2 separate regions of the Mus musculus genome follow, and region 1 is linked to region 2. The links are chromatin contacts, called in public HiChIP or PLAC-seq maps. All regions are on one chromosome and are shown on one strand. The core of a region is the stretch at or near the end of the contact, and the rest is flanking DNA. Distances in the headings are between cores, read along the strand shown.

Region 1 (4,607 bases), core at 1,000-3,499, 960 kb before region 2:
AAGCAGTCACCTAAGATAACTTCCTGGTGGGCTTCCAAGTGAGTTCATCTGAGTGGGAACCGGGCCTCACAGTTGGGCTTGAACTCAAATTGCAAGGCTTACTCTAAAGTATGATGAGCTAGGAAGCTGGGGAGAACCATTCACTCTGTGTGCATGTGAGTGTGTGCATGGAAGCACATGCTTGCCTGGGTGTGCATGTGTGTGTGCGTGTGTGTGTGTGTGTGAGTGTGAGTGTGTGTGAGTGTGTGTAGCTCAGAGTGTCTGCCTCCAGCCCCCACGTGACCAAGCTCCAACTGGAGGAAGAGCAGGCAGGTGGGACAGGCTCCTTGGGTTGTGAGATGTTTGCCTTCTTCCCCAGTGCCCTTGGGCTTACAGAGATTTGATCAAGTCACTGATTGCCTGCACGCACCACTTGTACGGCAAATCATGCTGCTTTATGGAGATGCGTTCTGCACGCTCCGAGTTTCTCCCCCACACTTGAGAACTGATGACCCCTTTTACTATGCCGTCTCTGGAATACCCACCAGTGGCAGGCACTCACTCATTGCACCAGGAGGGAGACAGAGATGAAGAAGCCAGGGAAGTTCCTCAAGGTCCCTCAGCCAGACTTCCTCAAGGGTGTCCTGCTTGCTCTGGACAGCCTACCACTCAGGAGATCTGATGGCTTTAGAATTCTTTATCTGGTCTTCCTCTCCTGTGTTGACTTTCCAAGTATAGCCTGACATGACAGCCCTAGATGATATTAAACGTGGGCAATGTCTTTGTCTGTCATCTGCCCACTTCTGTGTGTCCGGCCGCATCTCTGCAGTGCACCAGCACTTCTAAGCCAGTACAGGATCATCAGCTTCTATGTGGTGCCTTTTAGCACAAGAAGAAGCTTCAACTGTCTCTTTTTTATTAACTTAACACCCACTGTAACTGTATGGGGCATTAGCTAAAGATCAGTAGGTGTTGTGACAGACACGGCTCGGAGCCGGAACCAGACGCCCAAGGTCCTGGAGCTATGGCTGAAGAACAGAATTTGTACAAAGCTGTATCCTCGGGTGAAGTGGTCTCATGTCCTCACTTCTCCTTGGGTATTGTGATCTCAGCTTAGACAAAAAGGCCCTTGTGAAGCAGGTTACATAGTGTACAGGGATTGGGGGTGGGGTGGGGCTCCCCTGGCTCACCACACCTGCAGAGTGAAGCTGTTCCTTTTGATCAGAAGAGGGCAGGAGAAGAGTACTGTGTTGATGGAGCCCAGGTTGGGGCTGGGCTTCTGGGCTGCCTCTCAGACATGGACTGTGAAGCTCACACTGCATGGGGCCAGCTCACAAAGGCTGACACAGCCCCTTTGGAGGCATTTCCTATTCCCCTCAAAGTTCCTTTCCAGGGTAAGGCTGCACATGTCAGGAACATGTGTGTCCCAGCTAGCGCCTGACGGCTGTCCCCAAAACACTCCAGAAGATGTTTGGACCACTGATGAGTGACAGCTACTTAGAGAGGTGGGCAAAGGCCACCAGCATCCATGGAGCCTTTCGGGATTGTGTTGCTTAGACTTTTCATAAATCTATTCCACCTGAGGAACTTAACATAGCTGTATTCATTCACTGCTGGGGTACCTCTGCCACTATGCTGGGCCTCCAGTCTTAATCCAGTTGCTTCCTTCTGGAAGCAGGGAATAATCTTTACTTGGGAAACAGCACTGTCAGTCTCCATATTTGTTAGGAACCTGGAGGAGAAAGCAGGAAGGAGCCCTCACATTTGAGTACTGTCCGTGGTCTGGCTAAATCCTGTCCAACCCTGGACCTTGCTTTAAACTGTCCCAAAAGATACTCAGACAATTCTTCTGTGAACTTGGGACTTGGTGTCATTTTGATTTCTCCTTCTTCCTTCCTTCCTCACCACTCATTTCTGCACATGAATGTGGAGTTGGTCTTAAGTAGGATTTCATGCTACAATTCTTTCTTAACTAATAGCCATCAATTAGAAAAGGTAGCCATTTTTAGAATATTCTAGAAATGGGAGCCATTTTATCACCTTCCCCTCTCCCTTTCTCCCTGATACTTAACCATCCATTGCTACCTTTGTCCCAGCTTATGTACAGTGCTGACCTTCTGTCCCAGGGAGCTCTGTATTTTTCCCTACGCCCCTGCTCAGCTGGTGGAGATCTTCAAGGCTCCAGTGTTTCCTTATAATTAAGGGATGCAGCCAGTTGGGCTCTACACCCACAGCTTGACCTAATTCCTCCCTCACATCTGTTCACATAACACATGCAGAAAAGAACTTGGCTCTCCTGCCAGCACATCCAGGCCTTTCCACTGGGCTCCAGAGGCCTTGGCTCGATACCTGGCCCCAGCGAGAGCGTCAAGGCCTGGAAGCCGGAGCCCAAGTGGAGCACTTAGTGAGCTGCCTGCGTGTCAAGGCCCTTAAATGCCCTTGCTGTTTCCTCCGGGGCTGGGTGGATGGGACTATCTGGCTGCAGTCACTCAGTTCCTCTGGCCTTTTGTATTTGGCCAGGCAACTGGAGACCATTTGTCAATCACATTTGCAAGTATAACCCTTTATAGTGTTTTCCCCACCCAAACTCTCGGAGATTTAATCACTTAAATGGCATATGTACCAATAAAAAAAAAAAATCATTGTCTGACATATGGCACTCATCACACTCCAACTATAAAAGCCACCAGAGCTGACATAAAGGAGGGTCTTTCAGGACAGGGAAGACTGTTCCTAGCTTCTGAGTGCTGCACCCACATACCACGGTGGCAATTGTGCAGTGCTAACGTACATCATAATGATGGGCCTTGATTTCTGCAAGTGGCATTTTTTAATAGGTCAAGGGAGATGTTGGTCTACAAACTTGTTTTGGAGGAAAATAAAAGACACCACAAGTTTCTCAGCTCTAGTTTCGTAGTACTAGGTTTGGATGTAAAACTGCACACATGCTAAAAGCTGGATACGTCCTTCCTGCCTTTCAGCTATGCCTCCATCTGGCTTTTTGGTTTGGTTTGGTTTTTAGTGTCAGCGTCTCAGGTAGCTTAGGCTGGCCGTGACTGTATTTAGCAGGGGATGACATTGGACTCTTCATCTCCACCTTCACCTCCCAAGCTGGGTTCAACGCCATGAACAGTAAAACCACTAAGCTTTTATTTTGAATCTCATTAAGTTAGCCAGGTTGACCTTGAACTTGCCATCCATCCTCTGTCAGGCCCGGCACCTCACAAATGTGTAATGTTAAGCTTTCTTGAAACAATACAATGTAGTTTGATTACCTTCATTGTTTCGTGTGCATTGACCTGCAAGTCATGTTTATGAAGAAGTTCAGATCATAGGGCAAACAGGGAGAACATTACCATTGACCATGAGAGTGATGACGTGTTTTACAGATATAGACAAAGGTGTATGGGACAGTCACTCACAGGAGACCTCGTGTTGGTTCCCTTCCAGGTGGAGAGGAACATGTATTTGAGAATTCCCCAGTCCAAGATGAAAGATCTGCACTCTACTCTGGAGTGCACAAAAAGCCATTTTTCTATGATGGCTCTCCTGAGAAACCTCCAGAAGATGATGCAGACTCTCTCACCCCATCTCCATCATCCAGCAGCCTGGATACGTGGGGAGCTGGCCGGAAGTTGGTCAAAACCTTCAGCAAAGGAGAGAGTCGGGGCCTGATTAAGCCCCCTAAGAAGATGGGGACATTCTTCTCCTATCCAGAAGAAGAGAAGGCCCAGAAAGTGTCCCGCTCCCTCACAGAGGGGGAAATGAAGAAAGGTCTTGGGTCTTTGAGTCACGGGGTAAGTACCGATGGTGTTTTCTTCTATGACAACCATCGGCGCAGGCACCACTTTCTGGTGTCCTTGGAGGAGGTTCAGAGTATCCGTAAGCAAATCCGCTTGAAGAAAACGGATACTAATTACTCCTGTTCCAGAACTTTTCTCTGCCAGCGTCCCTCCAGAAAAGGAGTAAATGGCAGCACCTGTGACCTGCTGCCACGGCCCAAGCCCAAGGGTGGCAGTGGCTGCGGCTTCGCTGGCAGGAGGGGCCGAGGGCGCACCTCAGTCAGCGAGTTCAATATCACCTACGTGGTGGAGCGGAGCCTCTACAGCCACCTGAACCTGACCCAGCTCGTGCGTCCTGCCTCGGACAGGACGCTGAGCAAGGTGGAGAAGCAGGACCTGAGGCGGTGCTTGCTGGAGGAGGATGAGGAGGCAAAGAGGAAGTGGGCTGCCACGGTGGACCGCTGTACTAAAAGGGTTCTCTTGAGAATCCACCAGAAGTCTGTGAGTCGCCAGGATGGTCATGAGGAAGGCCTTGTCATTTCCATGATGTGTAGTCAAGTGTTATGGCCTCTCTTCTCACAAAGCTGCCTTCCTTCAACTAACTCACCACTTCGGGGTCCATTCCTGTCACCCTCCGATTTCTCGCCCTTCATCTTTCTATAGCGGTGCATTTTTCTTATTTCTGTCTGCCCTCTGGCCAATGATATTCTTAACTGGAACTAAACCTTGAAGTTGATCTTCCAGGGTGCGGGGTAACTTCTAGAAGTGGCTGTCTTTATATCTGGCCATCTTGTCACTTGACCCCAAAGAAGCTGATTCGAATCAGAAGGACATTGAACCCTGGAA
Region 2 (4,335 bases), core at 537-3,036:
ATGAAATAATGACACTAGGCATTTCTAATAATACCATCTATATTATTTAAGTAGTTATATATACATAACTATTACACACACACATTTGGTTTCTTGAGACAGGGTTTTTCTATGCAGACCTCTGTGAATTTGCCTGGCCTACAGAGTGAATTCCAGGAAAACCAGGGCAGATGCTGTACAAGGCTTTTTTCTTTTTCTTCTTCTTCAAGACATGGTCTCTCTTTGTAGCCCTGGCTGTCCTGGAACTCACCCTTTAAACTCAGAGACCCACCTACCTATTTCTGCCTCCTGAGTGTCAGGATTAAAGGCATGTGTTACCACTGCCCAGCTTGTACCAGGATTCTTAAGATAATGGAGATATTAAGGCACAGTTTCTGCTCTCCTTGAAGCACATCACTGGGAGGAGACAATCATGCACATAGTTCCAGGACAGTAAGTACATGTTCTAATAACATGAGTGCTGCTGTGATTTATAAAACCATTGCAGACAAAACAGAAGAAACAGACTAACTGTAGCTGACCTAAGTGTTACACTGAAGAGCTCATGCTTTAGTTGAGCTCTTCATATATATATATATATATATATATATATACACACATACACACACACATACACATACATATATATATATATACATACACACATACATACATATATACACATATATATTCATGGATATATATACATATATATAGTCAGGAAATGAAGTTCTCAGAAGGATAGGGAGTGGAGAGGAGTGTGGGCATTGGCAACAGTAAGAATATAGAAGGCTGCAACAGAAAGTGTAGGGTTTGTGAGGGAGGGGAGGAACAGTTGAGCATGGGAGAAGGTGTGCAGGCAGGAGGCACTCCCTGTGTGCAGTGCTGCAGCACACCTTCTTTCATTCTGTGGTAATCTCTGCATTCCACGGGAGAAGGACAATGATTGTAGCTAATCTCTCCCAGTTTCCCGATTCTCCCAAAGGATACATTCTCCACACAGCAGCCTAGTGTCTCTCCAAGGCAAGTGTGCCATGCTATAATCCTGCTCCTGAAGTGTTCAAACCAACAACATGGCAAAGAGGACTTACTAAGGACCTGGCCTACCAGTATTTGGCCTGACTGGAAGTCAGTGGCATCTATTTCATTTCACATACCAATTCGTTCCAGAATGCCAGATTTCTTTCTATTACCAGAAAAACTCCAAAGAAACTGCTAAGTACACCTTATCTAACACTCATCTTCGAAAAGGCTAGGTTTCTTATGTGGCTTCTTCCCACCTCTCTGTTTTGCATAGCAAAGTGCACATCCATCTGTTAGGACTCGAAGTTAAAACTGGAGCTCGCTTCGTCCTCCCTCAATGGACATTCAGACGCCTGAACTCTAGCTGATCCCTGGCGCCTTGCAGACCAGCCAACTTCCTACCTGCTTTCATCATGACAAATGATGTCAAGTCAAACCGTATTTAACCCTTTCTTTACCTTTCACGAGTAAAGAAAGCATAGCCACGAAAGCTACACCTCACCCAGACCCACAAGCCACAGTTCTACACACCACACACACACACACACAAAACCAAGGCCTGCTATGAAACTGAGCTCGAGCCAGAAACAGCGAAGAAAAGGGAACTTTGGCAGCGGGCTCACGGCCCCGCCAGGTCGCGAAGGCCTCCAGTCTCACCCCGGGGACGCTCTTCAGTGTACAAGTCGATGACCACGTCGCCCAGAGTGGTCTCCAAGAGAACCGCCATGGCGCCGGCTCCTCCGCAGGAACAAACACCCCGGCAATGACAGGCGCATGCGCAACCAGCGCGCGCCTACGTCTTACGTCACGACGTGTGCGACGGCTTCTGGCGTCAGCCGCGGGCGCCGTCGCCCACCTCGGAGGCGCGATTTCCCGCGGCCTAATGGCCGGCTCGTTCGGCCCGGCAGCTGTTATCTGGTGCCCGCTGTCTTCTGGCTGTGGAGGCTGTTTGAGGACTCTCTTCCGCCCTTGGTGACCCATATAAAGACCTGTATCTCAAGAGGGCCATTCCGTAGGAATAGCGGAGGCATCCGAGAGCTGAGAAACCTCCAAGCCGGCGGCACATCCTCCCCTTGCCTTTGGAAGAGGTTGCCCTGGGGTTTCCATAGTCTCTCCATCAAAATCGCCAAGCCCGAGGCATCAGTTGCTCGGTGAAAGCTGTAAGAAAAGGTGACTAACAAGCTTTGGTTTGGGGTTTTTCTTGTTGTTGTAGATTTTGATCATACTAGTGTGTGTAGATCAGGACTGGACATGGCTTAACAGCACAGAGGTTTTGTGCAACAAATTAGAATACAAAGGCTTCAGTCTTACATTGGAGATATGTAATAAAAACTACCGGTTTTTTTATGCTGATAACATATTTCCATGTTTTAGTACACTCTTTACTTTTTTAAAATATTTTTTAAGATTTATTTATTTATTATATGTAAGCATACTGTAGCTGTCTTCAGACACTCCAGAAGAGGGAGTCAGATCTCATTACGGACGGTTGTGAGCCACCATGTGGTTGCTGGGGTTTGAACTCAGGACCTTCAGAAGAGCAGTCAGTGCTCTTAACCAGTTAGCCATCTCTCCAGCCCGGTATACTCTTTTCTAATCAAGCAGATTATTCCCTTTTATGTCATTTTAATGTGTACTTGTGAAAATCAGAGATATGACAGATCATAGGCATATCCAGGAAGATGAGGAGAAAGGACTTTTTAAAAGTAAACATTTTTTTTTTTAAGAAAAATAGTATTTGAAGCAATTTCATGGCTAGAAGTGTTCACCACGCATGTGTTATTCCGTATATTCCAAGGAATTTAGGAAACAGAAGATGGTAAAGAAACATGAATTTATTTATAGTCTGGTCCCATTTAGAAGGGTGTAATCAAAAACCCTGCACCTGTTACCGTCTTCTAGTTTAGAAAATCATTGGATATGGGCTAGAACACATGGAGATGATATAGCTGTGCAGGAGTTGATAAGTCACTGGACTGATTTGTTCAATCAATGAATGGCTTCATTGGTAAGCAATGAAGCCATTGTGAATACATCTCTCTTCTCTGCCTCTCACTATTATTTATCTCTTGCATTGGTATAGTTTGGATGGATGACTAAGCCTTTCTGGTTTGAATTGGAAGAAAACAAGATTTGTCCTCAAAGAAATTCAATAGCAGTACAGCATTTGCCTTGCATGTGTCAGTCCCTTGTTTCAAACTCTGGTACCAGAGTTTAGATCTGGTTTTGATAAATAAATAAATAAATAAATAAACAACAAAATAAAAATTTCAACTCCATAGGTATTTAAAAGAAAAATGAAAGCCTGTGTCCATGTTCTTTACTTTGATTGACAGTACTGAGATGTTAATGTCCTTAACGTTTTCTAAAATCATAGTAGACTCTTGGAACAGCAGAGCTTTTCAGGAGAGATACCCTTCAATGAGGGCAAATATACCAGCCAAGCCAAGGAGGTCGGACAGGAGTGATCATGTTGTGAGAAGAAGACTGCATTTGAACTCAGGCTGAGAAAATGGCTCAGTGACTAAAACCACTTCCACCTCAAGGCCTACAGCCTAAGTGTGGACCAGGAACCCACATGTTACCACAGAACCAGCGCCAAATGCTACCCTCTGACCGCCACATGCACACCATATCCATGCATGCTCACACAGTTTTTACAGATTTGGGGGGATTGTGGAGAGAAGCATTTGTGGATAGTAGCACTGGCTGCTCTTCCAAAGGACCCAGTTCAGCACCTAGCATGGCCATGGCTGCTTACAACCATCTGTAACTCCACTCCCAAGGGATCACACATCCTCCTCTAGCCTCTAAGGGTACTGCATGCTTGTAGTGCACAGGCACACATGTAGGTGAAACACCCATACACATAAAAAAAAGAAAAAATTAAAGTTTCTCAGAGATAGTACACTAAGGACTTTGTCAGGAAGTGACTGGAGATGTACATCAGATTATACAATGCCTGCCTAGCATGGATACAACCCAGGATAATGTTTCTTGTACTGTATAAACTACATGTCTGTAATCCGAGCACTCAAGTTGTAGAAGCGGGATAATCGTTGAAGATCATAGTCACTGTGTAGCGAGTAAAAGCAAACCAAGGATGCATAGGCCCTGCCTCAAAAGCAAACATTTGAATCAGATCTGCATAGCCTTCAGTGAACTGAAAACCTGGTAGGAACTAAAGTATACATAGGAACTTACATACAGACTCTTTGCAGAATACAAGACAGTGGGAACAACTACACAGAGGCAGGACCAACATTTGCAACCAGTGTCCTGAAGGAATTGGCAGAGGTGTGACAAGACCTGGCAATCCATCTGTGAAACACT

The links. HiChIP or PLAC-seq counts read pairs in DNA pulled down with a chosen protein or histone mark.
Region 1: an H3K4me3 HiChIP or PLAC-seq map of stem cell-derived neural progenitor cells shows a contact between it and region 2, with 3 times the contacts expected there. The contact joins the enhancer-like site here to the promoter of Ppil4 in region 2. A contact is called at or near these places in 5 of 39 promoter capture datasets (the HPC-7 cell line, HPC-7-derived erythroid cells, cranial neural crest and 2 more), 2 of 115 datasets of contacts at active chromatin or transcription factors (bone marrow-derived macrophages and stem cell-derived neural progenitor cells) and 1 of 9 other capture datasets (adipose tissue).

Annotation. Positions count from the first base shown.
Region 1 is chr10:8,750,308-8,754,914 of GRCm38.p6, reverse strand. It overlaps Sash1 (SAM and SH3 domain containing 1), which reads left to right. Exons shown (of 20, transcript NM_175155.4): 10 at 3,430-3,776. Among named protein-coding and RNA genes, the nearest start is that of Gm25410, 72 kb to the left of the region's middle. Within about 2 kb of position 2,249, at least 35 of the 459 cell types and tissues checked have an H3K27ac peak or open chromatin away from gene starts, as enhancers often do. A contact at or near this core is called in adipose tissue and stem cell-derived neural progenitor cells, where this site is marked.
Region 2 is chr10:7,790,345-7,794,679 of GRCm38.p6, reverse strand. It overlaps Ppil4 (peptidylprolyl isomerase (cyclophilin)-like 4), which reads right to left and starts at 1,786. Exons shown (of 13, transcript NM_026141.3): 1 at 1,660-1,786. The coding sequence starts at 1,729.